2 separate regions of the Bos taurus genome follow, and region 1 is linked to region 2. Evidence: chromatin contacts called from public Hi-C data. All regions are on one chromosome and are shown on one strand. Each heading gives the region's core, a stretch centred on a gene start, on an enhancer-like site or on the middle of the called end of the contact. The rest is flanking DNA. Distances are from core to core; before and after follow the strand shown. Region 1 overlaps SEPTIN9 (septin 9). Region 2 overlaps SEPTIN9 (septin 9).

The links. Hi-C and Micro-C count contacts between places; a contact is called where the count stands out from the background.
Region 1: a contact with region 2 is called in a Hi-C map of skeletal muscle, with 4 times the contacts expected there. The contact joins two enhancer-like sites. A contact is called at or near these places in 2 of 11 Hi-C or Micro-C datasets (skeletal muscle and an unstated tissue).

The regions. Positions count from the first base shown.
Region 1 is chr19:54,619,947-54,623,090 of ARS-UCD2.0, reverse strand. The region is part of intron 1 of SEPTIN9 (septin 9); the gene reads left to right. Among named protein-coding and RNA genes, the nearest start is that of SEPTIN9, 55 kb to the left of the region's middle. Within about 2 kb of position 1,365, at least 3 of the 102 cell types and tissues checked have an H3K27ac peak or open chromatin away from gene starts, as enhancers often do. A contact at or near this core is called in skeletal muscle, where this site is marked.
Region 2 is chr19:54,500,807-54,503,889 of ARS-UCD2.0, reverse strand. The region is part of intron 9 of SEPTIN9 (septin 9); the gene reads left to right. Among named protein-coding and RNA genes, the nearest start is that of TRNAE-CUC, 170 kb to the right of the region's middle. Within about 2 kb of position 1,314, at least 13 of the 102 cell types and tissues checked have an H3K27ac peak or open chromatin away from gene starts, as enhancers often do. A contact at or near this core is called in skeletal muscle, where this site is marked.

The DNA.
Region 1 (3,144 bases), core at 116-2,615, 120 kb before region 2:
CACTCGAACCCGTGTGCTCTGCAGTGGAAGCGTGGAGCCTTAACCAATGCACCACCAGGGAAGTCCCACATGTGTCTTATTTTTACTTATTTAGCAAATCTAGAGTAGTGGTTTTGTGCCAGGCCCTGTTTTAAGCCTGTAATAAATATTAATGATTTTTGTGCTGTAACAGCTCTTGAAAGGTAGGTAGTGTTGTCCCACTTTTAGATGGGGAAACAGAGGCATAGAAGGGTCAGGGACTTCCTCCTGTCTCCTTTACCCACAGCCTCACCCCGTTCATACACACGCACTCCCACGCTCTCCCCTTGTTGCTCTTTCTTCTCGGATGTGAAGCAGTGTCCCACCAGCCAGGGCCCCTGTCAGGGAGACCCTTTGGCCCCATCTTGCTTCAGGCACTGAGGGACCTCCTTGTAGCCTGGTCCCTCCAGTGTGGCCCCGCTCCCAGGAAGTGGATTTCTCCAGTGTCCCAGCCCAGCCTGGACCCTCCTTCCCAGCTGGAGGGGAGGGCCGAATGAGCCCCTCCTCCCTGGAGGTCACTGGTCAAGTTCAAACCCACCCTCACAAGCCCCTCCTGCCATCGTGGAGCCGGCCGCCTGGCCAGCGGGCTTGCTCAGGGATCCAGGCAGCTGTCCGGGGAGGAAAAGGCGCTTGAGGTGTTAATTTCCCCTCTCTGGGCAAACTTCAGGAGAAGCAGCTGGAGGGGCCTGGCCTGCCTCCTGCTGCGACCTCCCTGTGCCTTCAGATGAGCCCGGATGGATCATCACTTGAGTATTTCCCACAGGGAGCAGAGCGCAGTGCAAGGCCTGCCGCCTGTTTGCCACACTTTCTTCAACGAGTCCTGGGACTCAGGCCAGTGCTGGGTGCCTGCGGCATCATCTTGCTGAGACAGGGTGCAGCAGGCACAGGTACCATGTTACAAGGAAACAGGCTCAGAGAGGTTGAGTAAGTTGTGCGGACTCCTCCAGCAGTTTAGCCGAGCCAAGAGTTCCTTTTAGGTCCGTGTGATACCCAAAGCCCAGTTCTTCCTAGGACATCAGGCCCAGGAAAGGATCAAGATGTTTCCCAGGAGCTGGGTTACCCGGATGCTCTAAGCTGCTGGGCCCTTGGTAGTTGCTCAATAAAAGTGCTGAACGAATGGGTCTGTGCTTGCCCGTTGACCCACATGACGGAGAGCTGATGGCTTTGGCCCAAACGCCTGTCTCTGTCCTCTGGTTCCATGTCCCCCTTTGGGTGTGTGACCTTGAAAACAGTCACTCTCTCCTTTCCGCCTTGGACAGCATCTCTGAGTGGCGTCAGGGAAGCAGCTGGGGATTACCAGCACCCTGTTGCCGGCAGGCTCTGGGCCAGATTCCCGGGCCTGGGTGTGGGGGTGATTGTCAGCCACACGTGTGCGAAGAGCTTGTGCAAACGCACACCCCCCGCCTTCCCCCCAGCCCCGTAGATGGCTGCCAGGATTCCGCTCTGCGGCGCTGGCCACTGAGCGGTCTTGTCTTGTGTCCCGGCTGCTGTGCCCGTTCGTGTGTGTCGCACAGCTGTTTGTAGAGAGCCTGACAGTGGCTCCGGGGTCACGTGCCCATCCCATGCTCCTGCCTGGTGGGTGGAGACCTACATCCCACCCATGGTGGCCGCAGCATTGAAAAGACTTCACAGCAAGGGACGTGATGGGATCTGTGCAAAATCCATGGAGGCTTTAGAAGCACGTGTTGAGGTTTGGAGTTTCCATGCTCAGGAGAAAACCAGCATCTGAATCTTTGAATAATGCACGGTGTGGTCCTCGCTGCTTGCTGGGAGGGTCTTCCCAGACCCAGAGGTACTGCTGCCAACAAGGACTCCCATCCCCCAGGACTGGGTGCAGGCTGCCCGCCCAGCTTCGTTTGGGGGAAGCTATGCTGCCTCTTGTCACCCTGCTTATTTAACTTCTATGCAGAGTATATCATGCAAAATGCGGGCTGGATGAAGCACAAGCTGGAATTAAGATTGCCTAGAGATGGCACCCCACTCCAGTACTCTTGCCTGGAAAATCCCATGGATGGAGGAGCCCGGTAGGCTGCAGTCCATGGGGTCGCTCAGAGTCGGACAGGACTGAGCGACTTCACTTTCACTTTTTGCTTTCATTCATTGGAGAAGGAAATGGCAACCCACTCCAGTATTCTTGCCTGGAGAAGCCCAGGGACAGGGGAGCCTGGTGGGCTGCTGTCTATGGGGTCGCACAGAGTCGGACACAACTGAAGCGACTTAGCAGCAGCAGAGAAATATTAATAACCTCAGATATGCAGATGACACCACCCCTGTGGCGGAAAGTGAAGAGGAACTGAAGAGCCTCTTGATAAAAGTGAAAGAGGAGAGTGAAAAAATTGGCTTAAAACTCAACATTCAAAAAACCAAGATCATGGCATCCCATCACTTCATGGCAAATAGATGGGGAAACAATGGAAACAGTGAGAAACTTTATTTTTTGGGGCTTCAAAATCACTGCAGGTGGTGACTGCAGCCATGAAATGAAAAGACGCTTGCTCCTTGGAAGAAAAGCTATGACCAACCTGGACAGCATGTTAAAAAGCAGAGACATTACTTTGCCAACAAAGGTCTAGTCAAAGCTGTGGTTTTTCCATTAGTCATGTATGGATGTGAGAGTTGGACTATGAAGAAATCTGAGCCCCGAAGAATTGATGATTTTGAATTGTGGTGTTGGAGAAGACTCTTGAGAGTCCCTTGGACTGCAAGAAGATCAAACCAGTCAGTCCTCAATGAAATCAGTCCTGAATATTCATTGGAAGGACTGATGTTGAAGCTGAAACTCCAATATTTTGGCCACCTGATGTGAAGAACTGACTCACTGGAGAAGACCCTGATGCTGGGAAGGATTGAAGGCAGGAGGAGAAGGGGCTGACAGAGGATGAGATGGTTGGATGGCATCACCGACTCCGTGGACATGAGTTTGAGTAAACTCTGAGAGTTGGTGATGGACAGGGAAGCCTGGCGTGCTGCAGTCCATGGAGTTGCAAAGAGTCAGACACGACTGAGCAACTGAACTGAACTGATGCTGCCTCTGGCTCTGTTAACCCTCCGCTGCATGGATACTGTGAGCACCCTCCATGATCCGCCCCCTCCGCAGCTTCTCCCAAGCATCATTGCAGGGACCGC
Region 2 (3,083 bases), core at 65-2,564:
TAAAACAGAAGTTCATCCTCAGTGTTCTGGAGGCCTCGAGGGAGGCTCTGTTCCCTGCCCGCTTTCTAGTGGCTGCGGGCTGACCTTGGCATGTAGGTTCAGCCCTGTGGTCTCTGCTCTGCCTTCCTCTGTGCTCCTGTGTCTTTCTTCTTCTAAGAACACTTGTCACTGACCTTAGGGCCCCCCTAAATCCAGGATGATCCCCTCTTGAGGTAGATCTATTTATTTATTGCTGCATCAGGTCTAGTTGTGGCGCTCAGGGGGCCCCTGGCATGTGGGACCTCAGTTCCCCAAACAGGGATCAAACCTGCATCCCTGCATCAGAAGGTGGATTCTTAACCACTGGACCACTGGGGAAGTCCCTGAAATCCTTGCTTTAATTACACCTTCACAGACTCTTTTTCCAAATAGGGTCCCGTTCACTGATGCCCAGGGTTGGGAGCTGGACGTCTGGGGGACACCATCCAACCCACCGCAGGTGGCCACAACCCTAGGCGGGGTGGACCTGGGCGTGTCCTTCCCCCTCTCTCTGTTCTGTCCTTCTCTCTCTAGAGCAGATTAAAATGGACCACTTTGCTCCTTGTTCACTTGGCTGAAAGGCCTAGCATAGAGAAAGAAGCAGAAAATTCAGCAGTTGCTTTCAACTCCCGCTGCTACCACCCCATCCCACACCCAGCTCATGACCTTGGGCACGTCCCTGTGACGTTGGGCATGTCCCATCATCCCTTGGGTCCCGTTTTTGCCGTCCATAAAGTGAGCACCTTGTGCCAAGAGTTTAGTGAAATCAGAGAATGTCTCAAAGACCATCGGAGCTTTCAGGACAGCAGATACTTTAATTTTTCATATACTTTCATTGTATTAGCAGTAAATGATATAATGAAAACTGATCTAATAGAGCACTCCCAGGCTCATTTTACCTGGATTATTGTTAAATTCCCTCACCTCCCTGTCCCGCCTAGATGTCTCAATTAGGCTGCATCCTGGGCTCATCCCGTTTTGGCCCCTCCTCTTCCATTTCTCTTCTTCCTGAAATCTTGCTGTTTAGAAACCTTTTTGTAAAGTGTGTTGGAGGATTTGGGATAAGGGGCCAGTGGGGGGACTTCCCTGGCAGGCCAGTAGTTAAGACTCCACACTTCCACTGCAGGGGGCACAGATTTGATCTCTGGTCAAGAACCAAGATACCACACGCCACGTGGCGCAGCCCGAGTACATTTGAAAAAAGGAAAACGAAAAAGAAAAGGCCATTGGGGAGGGGCAGGGAAGGGCAGCTCCGCTTCTGATAGCCTCTGCTGCCCTCTGGTGGCCAACTTGGGCCCTGCCGGCATCCGGTAAAGGAAATTGTTGGGAAATTAGGGAGGTTGGTTTTCTGTGTCCGCGCTCCCCTGCTCTGGCCTGGATCCTGCCTGCGCTTTGAATGATCTGTGCCTTGCTGTGGTGCTGCCAGCCCACGTTGAGGGTGGTGATGAGAAACAGCCCCACGGAACCTTTAAAGATGGTGGCGGGGGGTAGCTCTGACTTCCCAGCAGCCTTCGTGAGGTCCCAGAAGGAGTTTCTGCCATTAGAGTAGTTGAACTTCCCCAAGACATTGGTGACTTTTTTTTTTTTTTTTTAATCTCTGGGACCTTGTGAATTGAGAGCTGACCGGAGAGCAGGCTGCTCTGTGCCTCTCCTCATCCCCACCCTCTCCAGGCCCAGTTCCCTCTTCCTCCTCCTGGGTTGCGCACCACCGTCCTGAGGTACTTTACTCATCCTTGGAAGCTGCCCGAGTGTTTTCAGAGGAGGGTGGATGTGATAAAGCACACAGTTAACTCATTTCATCCTCTTCCACCCCTGAGAGGTGGGAGGCATTATTATGCCCATTTTACAGATGAGGAAATGGAGGCTCAGAGAGGCCAGAATAACTTGCCCAACCTGGGATGCAGTGGTCAGTCATTTCAGGTTCAGAGCCCCATCCTTCCCTGAACTCTCAGTGTTTCTCCACGTTAGATGGAAAGGCTGCGTGAGAGCCAGCCAGCAGAGGATTCTACTGTGGGCGCAGCCCTGCAGGATAGGGGATGGGAGAGGAAGGAGGACAGAGCCCAGGCACAAAGCAAGGAAAGGCCAATCAGAGCACTGGAGGCTCGGCATGGGGGTAGGGGGTGTGCGTGCACGCTCAGTGACCTCAGTTGTGTCCGACCCTGTGTGACCCTATGGGCTGCAGCCTGCCGGGCTCCTCTGTCCATGGGATTCTCCAGGCAAGAATACTGGAGTGGGCTGCCATGCTCTTGATTCCAAGGATCAAACCCACATCTCTTATGTCTCCTGCATTGGCAGGCGGGTTCTTTACCACTAGTGCCACCTGGGAAGCCTGAGTTGGAGGGTGGGGCACTCGGCCTTTTACCACCCTGGCCCCCCTGCCGGCTGGCAGTCAGTCAGTTCAGTTGCCCAGTTGTGTCCGACTCCTTGAGACCCCATGGACTGCAGCACGCCAGGCTTCCCTGACCATCACCAACTCCCAGAGTTTACTCAAACTCATGTCCATTGAGTCGGTGATGCCATCCAACCATTTCATCCTCTGTCGTCCCCTTCTCCTCCTGCCTTCAATCTTTCCTAGCATTAGGGTCTTTTCCAATGAGTCAGTTCATCGCTTTGGGTGGCTAACGTACGGGAGTTTCAGCTTCAGCGTCGGTCCTTCCAATGAATATTCAGGACTGATTTCCTTTAGGATGGCTCTCCTTGCAGTCCAAGAGACTCTCAAGAGTCTTCTCTAACACCACGGTTCAAAAGCATCAATTCTTCAGCGCTCAGCTTTCTTTATAGTCCAACTCTCACATCCATACATGACTACTGAAAAAACCATAGCTTTGACTCGACAGACCTTTGTTGGTAAAGTAATGTCTCTGCTTTTTAATATGCTCTCTAGGTTGGTCATAGCTTTTCTTCCAAGGAACAAGCATCTTTTAATTTCGTGGCTGCAATCACCACCTGCAGCAGTTTTGGAGTCCAGAAAAATAAAGTCTCTCACAGTTTCCATTGTTTCCCCATCTATCTGCTGGCTGTATCGACCCTTTAACTTTGAGAAAGGCCCTGCTACCCTGGGATGG